2 separate regions of the Sus scrofa genome follow, and region 2 is linked to region 1. A link is a contact called in public HiChIP or PLAC-seq data. All regions are on one chromosome and are shown on one strand. Each heading gives the region's core, a stretch centred on a gene start, on an enhancer-like site or on the middle of the called end of the contact. The rest is flanking DNA. Distances are from core to core; before and after follow the strand shown.

Region 1 (5,506 bases), core at 236-2,735:
TTTTCTTTCTGGTATATTAGACAAATTAGACAGAGATGAAGAGAAAATGAGTGAAATGGAAGATATCAGAAAAATCTATCTGGAAAAAAAAAACCTGTATAAACAAAAGGATGAAAAATACGGGTGAGAGGTTAAGGCATGTAGAAGACATACATAAAATATGTAACATGCAGGAGTTCCTGTCGTGGCGCATCGGAAACGAATCTGACTAGGAACCATGAGGTTGCAGGTTCCATCTCTGGCCTCGCTCAGTGGGTTAAGGATCTGGCATTGCCGTGAGCTATGGTGTAGGTCTCAGGATCAGCTCAGATCTGGTGTTGCTGTGACTGTGGCACAGACCAGCAGCTGTAGCTCAGATTTGACCCCTAGCCTGGGAACTCCATATGCTGCAGGTACCGCCCTAAAAAGCAAAAAAAAAAAAAAAAAAAAAAAAAAAAAAAGATGTAACATGCATTTACTGGAATTCCAGAAGGAAGAATGAAATAAATGGAGTTGAAGAGATAAAGATTAGGACTTCCAAAACTAATGAAAGGCATCAACTTAAGAATCCTAAGGAACCCAAACAGCCAAGCAGGATAAATGAAAAGACATACTTATCTAAAAAAAAAAAAACTAGAGATAAAGGAAAAATATTACAGTCAGCCAAGGGAGTAGGTAAGTGGGAAATTATCTTTTAGGAAGTGGTGGAGTGAATGCTGACTTTTCAACAATGACAATTGGGAGGAGAAAAGACAGTGAGATGGTATCTTAAATTTCAAACAAGAAAATAACTTCCAATCAGGAACTCTGTACTCTCCTAAAAAAGCTTTTCAACATGAAGGTGAAATAAAGCATTGAAACAGTAGAAGTGGGAGTTTCCACCATGGCTCAGCAGAAACAAATCTGACTAACATCCATGAGGATGCTGGTTCGATCCTTGGCCTCACTCAGTGGGCTAAGGAGTTGTGGTATAGGTCACGGACATGGCTCAAGTCTGGCATTGCTGTGGCTCTGGCATAGGCCGGCAGCTACAGCTCTGATTTGACCTCTAGCCTGGGAACCTCCATATGCTGCGGGTGCAGCCCTAAAAGCACCAAAAGAAAAAAGAAAAAAAGAAAAGAAACACTAGAAGTGCCTTCAAGAAAAGTCGAATGGGCCAGAGACAACCTGTCTACCTTATCATTTGGCCTGTGGTGGGCATTTCTGCACCACTTTCCCCCTCCCCTAGACTGTACGGTTCCAGTTCCAGTTTCTTCTCGTTGGTAAAGTCTGTAATCCACAGAATTCAACATTCGTAAAAGGTGTGTGAACAAAACAAAGCTTCAGTCGAAGGCACACCCAGCATGGCTGCCTTATTTCCGTCCCGCGGTCATGAGTAGGATTTTCCACCTGCATGAGATACAAATACACAGACTGGGTTTTCTAGCAACCACTGCCCTATCTGAGCATGCAGCTGGGCTTGCCTTCACAAACTAGCGAGAGGAGACAGACAGGAGGAAGTGAAACCTCAACTATGAGCTGGTCAGAGACATGGAGATAAGAAAATAAACCCACATACAGGTGCTGGGAGGAGTCCAGTCCGGCAGATAGAGTGAAATCAAAATGTAATCATCCCAACAGGTGGTCAGGATCAGGGTGTCCTGGATGAAGTAGTTGGGGTGTCCCCACCAAGGGGGAAGTAGACTATCAGAAGCAGATGTTGCCAAACCCTCGCGCCACGCTATGTTGTGAAAAACCACCCCAGCAGCATGGGACACCACAGTGCCGTGGTTAAGAAGCCCGGCTCTGCGGTGGGAGGGCCCCAGCATTGAGGCTGGATTTTGGCATTTTCTAGCTTTGTCATCTGGGAGAAGGCTAATTCTTCAGCTTCAGTTTCCTTAACTTGGAAATGGGGACAGTAGCAGTGTCTGTCTCCAATTTGTTGTTGGGATGTCTGAGATCATGCAGGGGACCTGCTTGTCACAGTCACACCTGCCATAGTCACAATGATGCTGATGGCAAGTGCTCTCAGGCAGACACGCTCAAGGCAGAGAGGTGGCATCCAATTCTAGGAGGAACAGTGGGTTTTGGGGCCACAGTCAAGGCTTCCCATCTGTGATCCTGGGCCTCCAGATCTTCTATGAAAGAAGACCTTTTTTTTTTTTTTTTTTTTTTTTTTACTTTTTAGGGCCACACTTGTGGCATATGGACGTTCCCAGGCTAGGGGTCGAATCAGAGCTTCATCTGCAGGCCTACACCACAGCCACAGCAACATCGGATCCAAGCCACGTCTGCAACCTTTGCAGCACCTTGCAGTAATGCCAGATCCTTAACTCAACAAGCGAGGCCAGGGATCGAACCCACATCTTCCTGGATCTTCACTGAGCCACAATGGGAACTCCAAGAAGACCTATTTATGACCCTTTCTCCTAGCACAGCACCAAATGTTTTGTGTACCTAGGACTCAAAAAACCTGAAATAATAATCATGAGGAAACAGGAAGGATTCATTTGGGCCTGGAAGCCAGGGAAGGTTTCACACAGAAGATGACACTGAAGTGGCAGAATTTCACTTGGAGAAATGTGACATGTCAACCAGGGGAGGTGGCTTTGCCGAAAGAGTAGGGTACGTTATGCACAGAGGTATGAGTACGCACAAACTTTGGGACTTGGAAGGGAGAGTGTTGTTCCTGGGTATAGCTGTGTTAGGGGAGCCCATGGAAACCAAGCATCTGTGGAAGACATCGGCATTGGACAAACCATGAAGAATTTGAAATTACCCTATAGCTAGTGATAAAAGTTTTCCATCCTAGACTCCAAACTGGATTTTATTTTATATTTTATTTTTTAATTATTATTATTTTTGAACAGCTGCCCCTGCAGCACATGGAAGTTCCTGGGTCAAATTGGAGCTGCAGTTGCAGGCCTATACCACAGCCACAGCAACACTGGATCTGAGCCATGTCTGTGAACTATGCTGCAACTTGCAGCAGCGCCAGGTCCTTAACCTCCTGAGCAAGGCCAGGGATGGAACCCGTATCCTCACAGAGACAAGGTCAGGTCCTTAACCCCTGAGCCCCAACGGAATCTCAAAACTGTGTTTTATAATACAAACAGGCAGCTGGGTGTGGACAGGGTTGATGGAAAAGGAAAAAGCGGTATAAATGCTGTTTGGGAAGCTACGGAGAAACCTTGGTGGAGAGAAAGGACTTTGGGGCAAACGAAGATGTTGGTCTAGTCACCACAACTTAGAGGCTAATTAGATGGTGTAGGGTGGGGTGGTTGATGGAAATGGAGAAATTAAGGCTATTGGCTTAAAGGATGGATGAATAATAATGCCACTAACTAAGTGAGTAAGTGGATCGATTCCCAGGTTGGGTTTGGAAATTTGAGTTTACAGGTCTACATGGTGTCCCTTATAGAGCTGGACAGGTGGATTCAGTGCTCAGGATGGGGTCTGAGCTGGACATATCCACGTGAGGATAATTTCTGTATATTCAGATGGTTGTTAAAACCACAGAATTTGATGCGATCACGTGTAGGAGCATCTTGTAGACAGAAAAGAGCCAAGTAGACTCCTAGGAAACACCGCCATGTTGGGCAAGATGGAGAAACAAAGGAACAGGAGACCGAGGATGGGACCCAAGGAGATGGGAAGAGAAGCAGAAGAGGGTGGCAGCATAGGCCAGGAGAGAAGATAATTTTAAGAGTGGGTGGGCAGAGGCAGAAACCCAGCAGAAGTCGCCTAGCCTCTAGGATGGACCAAAGCCCTTTGATTCAGTCTTTGATGACCTTGGAAGAATCAGGATCCCCGTGGGCAGTAGTGGGGGATTCCAGATCACAGTGGTTTGGGAGATGCAGGAGCATCTTAGCTTTCCCCAGAATTGGGGAAATGAATGTAGAGAGGGGTCAAGAGTCATGGCCTCTGATAAAGAAAGGCCAATGGAAAGCTGTTATTTCTTTTTTAGTGGTGAAGGCACTTGAGCATGTCAGAAAGGCAGGGTGCTGTGACAAAAGAGCAGCTGAGTGTGAGAGATGGGTGGAGCGAGGAATAAAGTCATGTTATCAGAGCAGAGACCGGAAGGAGGGCCTGCTTGGTCCCATGCATTTCACATATTCAGAATGAGAAATGTGAACGCATGATTTCTGATGGGCAAATTTATTTGTTTTGAAAACTGCCCAGATCATCTACAAGCACAGCCATTTTTGCTTGGACAGTTTGTAAATCACCGTAACAACGAGATGAAGAAATGTGAAAAAGGACCATTCAGAGACGTGGGGGTAGGGAGCTGCTAGATCAAATCTCCAAGTGGACCCAGTTCTGGGGACGGGAGGTCCGAGGAGGTTTGGAACCAGGCAGGCAATGTCCTGGCTGGGCTGGAAGTTTGGCTCCAAGTTCTAGTTAGCTGTCCAGGGGTTCGTGAAGGTAGGTATTAAGGCACCAACCCTCTCTCTTTATAGCTAGATGGACCCTGGATACGAAATATATCCCAAAGTCCAGTATCTTACATAATATCTCTGTGGTTTAATTTCACACAAAGACAATCATTCATTATGGAGACATTCAAGCTAGTATTATGGTCCTGCTACTTAGAGTCATTAGCAAAGAGAAAAATATTCAAGTCTCAATAATGCTGCCAGATGATGTTTGTGTTCATGGGATTTTTTAATAGAGCTCAAGTGTATTATTCAATCCCAAGGTAAATTACACTTGGAAGGGACCAGCAATCAGGTTTTTAAAACTCCTAGAACAGTTTGGATTGCCAAAAGTGGAAACATTCAATTTTAAAAGCCATTGTGTTGGAGTTCCCACTGTGGTTCAGCAGGTTAAGAACCCAACTAGTATCCCTGAGGACACGGTTCAATCCCTGACCTTGCACAGTGGGTTAAGGATCTGGCGTTGCCACAGGTTTCGGTGCAGGTTGCAGATATGCTGTGGCTGTGGCATAGGCTGGCACCTGCAGCTCTGATTCATCCCCTAACCTGGGAACTTCCATATGCCACAGTTGCAGCCCTAAACAGAAGAAAAAAGAGAAAAAAAAAAGCCATTGTGTTTATTGTCATAAACGCAAGGATACATAGAATATTAGGGTTGGAAGAGGAGAGATTAAAGATAATTTACTGTCATCTGCTTATTTGAAAAGAAGAAAATTGTGGTACAGACAGGTCAGAATCAAGACCAGGTAGAAATTAGCAGCAGGACCAGCCCTAAAATGCAAGCAAGCCTGAAGTAAGAATAAGTATTTTGGTAAAATAGAAAAAGTATAGTCTGTATGCAAGGGACTGAGTCACAGAAGAAAGGACAACTGAAAAAACAAGGAAGGGGATAAAACTCAGGTTATTTTGGGACCGTTTGGAACTCTCTTTCAGATGAACCCATACTTCATTTACTGATGTGGGGAAAAGCATTCGAATTTCAGACGTGAACGGTGAAGTGTTTGCTTCGCAGTCAGGTGGCCTGGGTTCCATCCTTCCTTTCAGTCTTTGGTGCCCACTAGGTACCAGACACTGTCAGGCACTCGTGTCTGGGCTTAGTGGCGCCACTCACT
Region 2 (5,617 bases), core at 100-2,599, 130 kb before region 1:
ATGAAACTCTATAGGTTTTATTAGCATGAAACAACAGTACTTTGGACTTCTACAATTATTTCGCTTCAAGATCTTCAAAGTCACTGTCATTAAAAATGTCACCTTCCTTAGTGTCAGCGCTTTCTAAGGTTCCCAGGAGTTTCAAGTATCTTTAAATTATTTGAATAACTTTTTAATTAATTTATTTATGCTTTTTAGGGCTGCATTTGTGGCGTATGGAAGTTCCTAGGCTAGGAGTTGAATCGGAGCTGCAGCCACAGGCCTACACCACAGCCACAACAATGCCACATACGAGCTGCCTCTGCAATTCTATCCCCACGGCGCACAGCAATGCTGGATCCTTAACCCACTGAGTGAGGCCAGGGATCAAACCTGCATCCTCATGGATACTAGTTGGTTTCTTAACCAGCTGAGCCACAATGGGGACTCCTAAATTTTTATTTTTGCCGTTAGAACCCACCCTGAATATTGTATCTGAAATCAGATTCCTAATTCTTGTCATCCATATCCTTAACAATGGAATACTATTTTTGACACTTTCTGTTTACATTTTCTGTTTGTTTGTTTGTTTTTTCTTTCTTTTTAGGGCCGTACCTGCGACATATGGAAGTTCTCAGGCTAGGGGTCAAATCAGAGCTGCTGCTGCAGACCTATGCCACAACCACAGCAAGGCCAGATCTGAGCCACATCTGGGACCTAATTACAGCTTGTGGCAACACTGGATCCTTAACCCATTGAGCAAGGCCAGGTATCGAACCTGTATCCTCCCTGATACTATGTTGCCTTCCTAACCCTCTGAGTGACCATGGGAACTCCAACATTTTCTGTTTTGATGACAGAAGATCTCTGGTTGGTCTGGTTCCTGATACTTGATACTTAGATTGGGATTCCTCTCCTTGCCTGTTCCTGACATTGTGTTTCATGCCCCTGCTCTTGCTGTGATCAGGCTACCAGGGTGATGGAAGAATGTGCACACTCATAGACCTCTGCTCGGTCAATAACGGAGGCTGCCACCCCCACGCGGCCTGCTCCTTGATTCTAGGTAATGACTCCTCTCTCCCTTGGGTTTGGGGAATTTTAATCTGACCTTCTGAAACAACTCAACATTTGAAAATCAAAATCCTCTATTTTCAAAATTCGCGCTTGGATCTTCAAACCCCAAAATAATCTGTGTTACAAAAGCCTCATTTGGATTTTTTGTGATGTCAAAGACTCTGCTCTTTTATGATCTGTTCTCATTTTTGCAGTTACTTCCCAAAATAAGTAAGCCAGCTGATAGATGCATGACTGCATTCCAGCAGGAAGGAGAAAAAGAGGAAGAACACGCCACTTCTCTTTAGGGACTCCCCTTTCTGTGCCTTTGCCAGAACTGAAAGTGGTGGTGAAGCCTGGCTGCAGGGAAGGCTTCGAAACAGTCTTTAATTCCCTCACCCTGGCCTACAGTTAACATAACGCATTCACAACTAAGGAAGGGAAAGTTGCCTCTGAGGTAAAAACCACCAGGGTCTGGAGTTCCTGTCGTGGCGCATCAGAAATGAATCTGACTAGGAACCATGAGGCTATGGGTTCGATCCCTGGCCTTGCTCAGTTGTGATCCAGGATCCAGCATTGCTGTGGCTGTGGTGTAGGCGGGCAGCTACAGCTCCGATTCGACCCCTAGCCTCGGAACTTCCATATGCCTCAGGTGCAGTTCTATAAAGGACAGAAAGACAGAAAAAAAAAAAAAAAAAAGCCAAAAAACCGACGGTCTGCAATGCTGCATTAAAGAAGCTTCATCCCCTATAATTTAAAAAATATATGTGTATTACTAAATTTTCTCCCAGAAATGTGTCCATTTATATACTCATTAGCAGTGTATGAAAATATAGATTTAGGGAGTTCTCTGATGGGCCAGCAGGTTGAGGCTCCTGTGTTCTCACCACTGTAGCTCTGGTCGCTGCTGTGCGGTATAGGTTCAATCCCTGGCCCAGGAATTCCCACATACTGCCTGTGTGGCAAAAAAGAAAGAAAAAAAGAGAGAGAGAGAGAACGTGAAATAAACATTGCAATTCTCATTAAAAAAAAAGAGAAAGAAATATACATTTACCCCACCCTTGACAATACTAGGGACTATTGTTGTTTTTCATTTTGGTCAATTTTATAAAGGCAAAAATTGCCTTCTCATTATTTTAATTTTGACTAAGTCAAAATTAATTTTTTGATTACTGATCATTAATAATGAATACTTTTCATATATTTACTGGCCATTAAAATTTTTTTTCATGTCCTTTGTTCATCTGCTTTCTTATTGATGTGTAAAATTTCATTTGTACTATGAGGATATTATTTCATTATCTTTCTTATGTTTTACATGTATTTTTTTCTTGCCTGTTGTTTTTATTTTACTTTTGAGGTGGTGTTTTCTATTTAAAAGTTTAAGTTTTTTATATAGTCAAAAAGGTAAATCTTTTCTCCTCTTAGAGTTGGGCCTTCCCTACCAAACTCATTAAAAGTAGTTCAAGTGCGTGTTCTTTCCTACATTCATTTACTTTTAAGATTAAAATCTTGGATCTTTTTAGGATTTATTTTTATCCATAGCATCCAATAGAGACATAGTTTCATATTTTTGTCCAAATGGGTGGCCCCAATTCTATTTGTTGAATAATGTATATCCTTATTTCAAAATACCACTTCTATTTTTACCAATTTGTCATATATATTGAATAATGTATATCCTTATTTCAAAATACCACTTTTATTTTTACCAATTTGTCATATATATATATGCACAGATGTGAAAGAATATATGTATGTATATTTGTATGACTGTTCATTATTTTTTAATTTTTTAAATGGTTTTTATTTTTTCCATTATAGTTGGTTTAAATGTATGACTATTTAAATGCTAAATGATTAACAGTGCACTGAAGTGGTTAGAGGCATGAATTTTAGAAAAAGACTGGATTTTAATTTTTCCCTTGGCTATACCATATTGTAGCTATTTGTTCCTGATTAAGGCACTTAATCTCCCTGTGCTTTGTCTTCATATGTAAATGGGGATTGTAATAGTACCTATTTAGGGAGTTCCAGTTGTGGCTCAGCAGAAACAGACCCACCTAGTATCCATGAGGTTGCAGGTTCAATCCCTGGCCTCACTCAGTGGGTTAAGGATCTGGTGTTGCTGTGGCCGTGGTGTAGGCCAGCAGCTGCAGCTCCAGTTCAACCCCTAGCCTGGGAACTTCCACATGCCATGGGTGTGGCCCTAAAAAGCAAAGTAATAATATTAAAAATAATACCTATTTTTAGGGTTCTTGAGAAGATTAAGCTAGTCAGTGCAGAGTGCTGGCAACAGATACCATTATCCTAAGCATACACGCCTCTGCTGCCAACCCTCTGTAATAAGAAACCCCACATTTGTGCATGACTCAAGGTCATGACCTATGGGCTGATAGCACCCGTGTCAGGCTGTAAATAACTTATGAACAATGTGTAGTGTCTTTCTGATTTTTAAGAGGAAAACTAGAAAAATCAAGATGCTAGTATTTTCTCCTCATGCCTTGTCTCATCTGTGCCTGGGAATATGTAGATTTTGGCGATTCCTGGTCTAGACAGCAGAGCCTGAGTTTTGTCAGTGGGTCTGAGTGGAGGAGATGTGTATTTATCCTTCTGTTTTCATATCTGCTCAGGTTCTTTGCCCCTCTGCACGTGTCTCCCTGGATATACCGGAAATGGTTATGGGCTCCATGGATGTGTGCCCCTCAGTAACGTTTGCCTCACTCGCCCCTGTTTACACGGACAATGCATGGTGAGTCCTTCCTTCTTCCTGAGGACATTGAGTGCTAGGGAATAATTTTAGTTTAGCTTCTGTGAAATATGTTTCCTATGGTTTATGAATTTTAAATGATTCCAGCTTCATAAGGAACTGTCAATAACTTTCAGATAAAAAGTAGGTCATAACTTCAGTTCCCAAGGGGGAAAAAAAAAATTTCATTTTTTCTTTCGGTGATTTGGAGCGTGGTGCAACAAAGCCTACCGTTTAATCCAAATAAATCTGATTGCTTAGTCTTCGCAATTCCCATTTGAACAGATTAGTCCAAGTCAGACTATGGGAAGATGCTTTTGGTTCAGCACCCTCTGCATCTTTGCCCCAGTGCTGTAGTTCTTTCTTCTTTGGGTCGATTCAGGTTTATTGTCTGTCCCTTTGTTCTGTGACCTGATGTTTCTTCTTTCCTTAGGAAACAGCCTCTGGTTATGTTTGTAATTGTGACTCGGGTTGGGCTGGTATGAACTGCACCGAAAACATCAACGAGTGTCTGAGCAACCCCTGTTTGAATGGCGGGACCTGTGTTGATGGCATTAATGCTTTCAGTTGCGAATGCACCCGTTTCTGGACGGGATCCCTCTGTCACCTTCCCCAGCAAGGTACGCTCAGCATTTCTCCTACCACAGATGCTCACAGCTTACAAGTCTTATCCTTCTTCTTTTTTTTTGCTATTTCTTGGGCCGTTCCCACAGCATATGGAGGTTCCCAGGCTAGGGGTTGAAGTGGAGCTGTAGCCTCTGGCCTACGCCAGAGCCACAGCAACGCGGGATCCGAGCCGCGTCTGCAACCTACACCACAGCTCACGGCAACGCCAACGCGGATCGTTAACCCACTGAGCAAGGGCAGGGACCGAACCCGCAACCTCATGGTTCCTAGTCGGATTCGTTAACCACTGCGCCACGACGGGAACTCCAACAAGTCTTATCCTTGAGTGAGTCCTGCGGCAGATTCTTCCACTGAACCTGCTTTCTCGCCCAGTTGCTCACAGGCTTAGACCCAAGTCTTTCCGTGCAGAAACAGTATGTAATTCACAAGGCAAATATATATCTCAGTTTAAGCCATAAAAAGCTTTCCATCAAAGGAAAAATTGAATTAACATTTCCCATTTTCATTATATCCATTTTGAAAACAAAATAGGTGAGGGATTGTACTTTTCTAAGGGGGAGTTTTCTCTGTAGCAGCCGTTTAATTTCCACGGAATGTTCCACATAATAACGTCACTGTCCTGCTCCAGATTATGCAGTGGCTCCCTTTGGCCTGTTAAATAAAGCCTGGATCTCTTGTTTTTTGGTCTTTTTAGGCTGCACCCACGGCATATGGAAATTCCCAGGCTAGGGGTCCAATCAGAGCTGCAGCTGCTGGCCTACCTCACAGCCACAGAGCCTCATCTGCAACCTACACCATAGCTCATGGCAATGTCAGGTCCTTAACCACTGAGGGAGGCCAGGGATCGAACCCACATCCTCATGGATTCTAGTCAGGTTCTTAACCCGCTGAGCCACAGTGGGAACTCTGGGACTGTTTTTCAGTCACCCTCTATAACCAGGCCTCACCCTGTCCATCTAATCTGCCTTTCACTGGTTCCCTAAAAATACTGCCTTTTAAGCCAGTCAGTGTTCTTTGTCCCCCAACCCCATGCGCCACCACATTTCTGCTGGGTTCCTCTATTTGGGAAAGGTCTCTCCCCAAACTGCTCCAGATTCATAAGCCGTAGGTAACATATTTCACAGAAGCTAAACTAAAATCATTCTCTAGCACTCAACATCCTCAGGAAGAACGAAGCAAAGATGGGCTTCCCATTCTGCCTCCTCCGTA

What was found. HiChIP or PLAC-seq counts read pairs in DNA pulled down with a chosen protein or histone mark.
Region 2: a contact with region 1 is called in an H3K27ac HiChIP or PLAC-seq map of alveolar macrophages. The contact joins two enhancer-like sites. A contact is called at or near these places in 1 of 47 Hi-C or Micro-C datasets (epiblast stem cells) and 1 of 2 datasets of contacts at active chromatin or transcription factors (alveolar macrophages).

Annotation. Positions count from the first base shown.
Region 1 is chr10:43,260,555-43,266,060 of Sscrofa11.1, reverse strand. The region is part of intron 32 of CUBN (cubilin); the gene reads left to right. Among named protein-coding and RNA genes, the nearest start is that of CUBN, 150 kb to the left of the region's middle. Within about 2 kb of position 1,485, at least 13 of the 83 cell types and tissues checked have an H3K27ac peak or open chromatin away from gene starts, as enhancers often do. A contact at or near this core is called in alveolar macrophages, where this site is marked.
Region 2 is chr10:43,388,468-43,394,084 of Sscrofa11.1, reverse strand. It overlaps CUBN (cubilin), which reads left to right. Exons shown (of 68, transcript XM_021064811.1): 10 at 947-1,042; 11 at 3,666-3,784; 12 at 4,215-4,401. Among named protein-coding and RNA genes, the nearest start is that of CUBN, 23 kb to the left of the region's middle. Within about 2 kb of position 1,349, at least 4 of the 83 cell types and tissues checked have an H3K27ac peak or open chromatin away from gene starts, as enhancers often do. A contact at or near this core is called in alveolar macrophages, where this site is marked.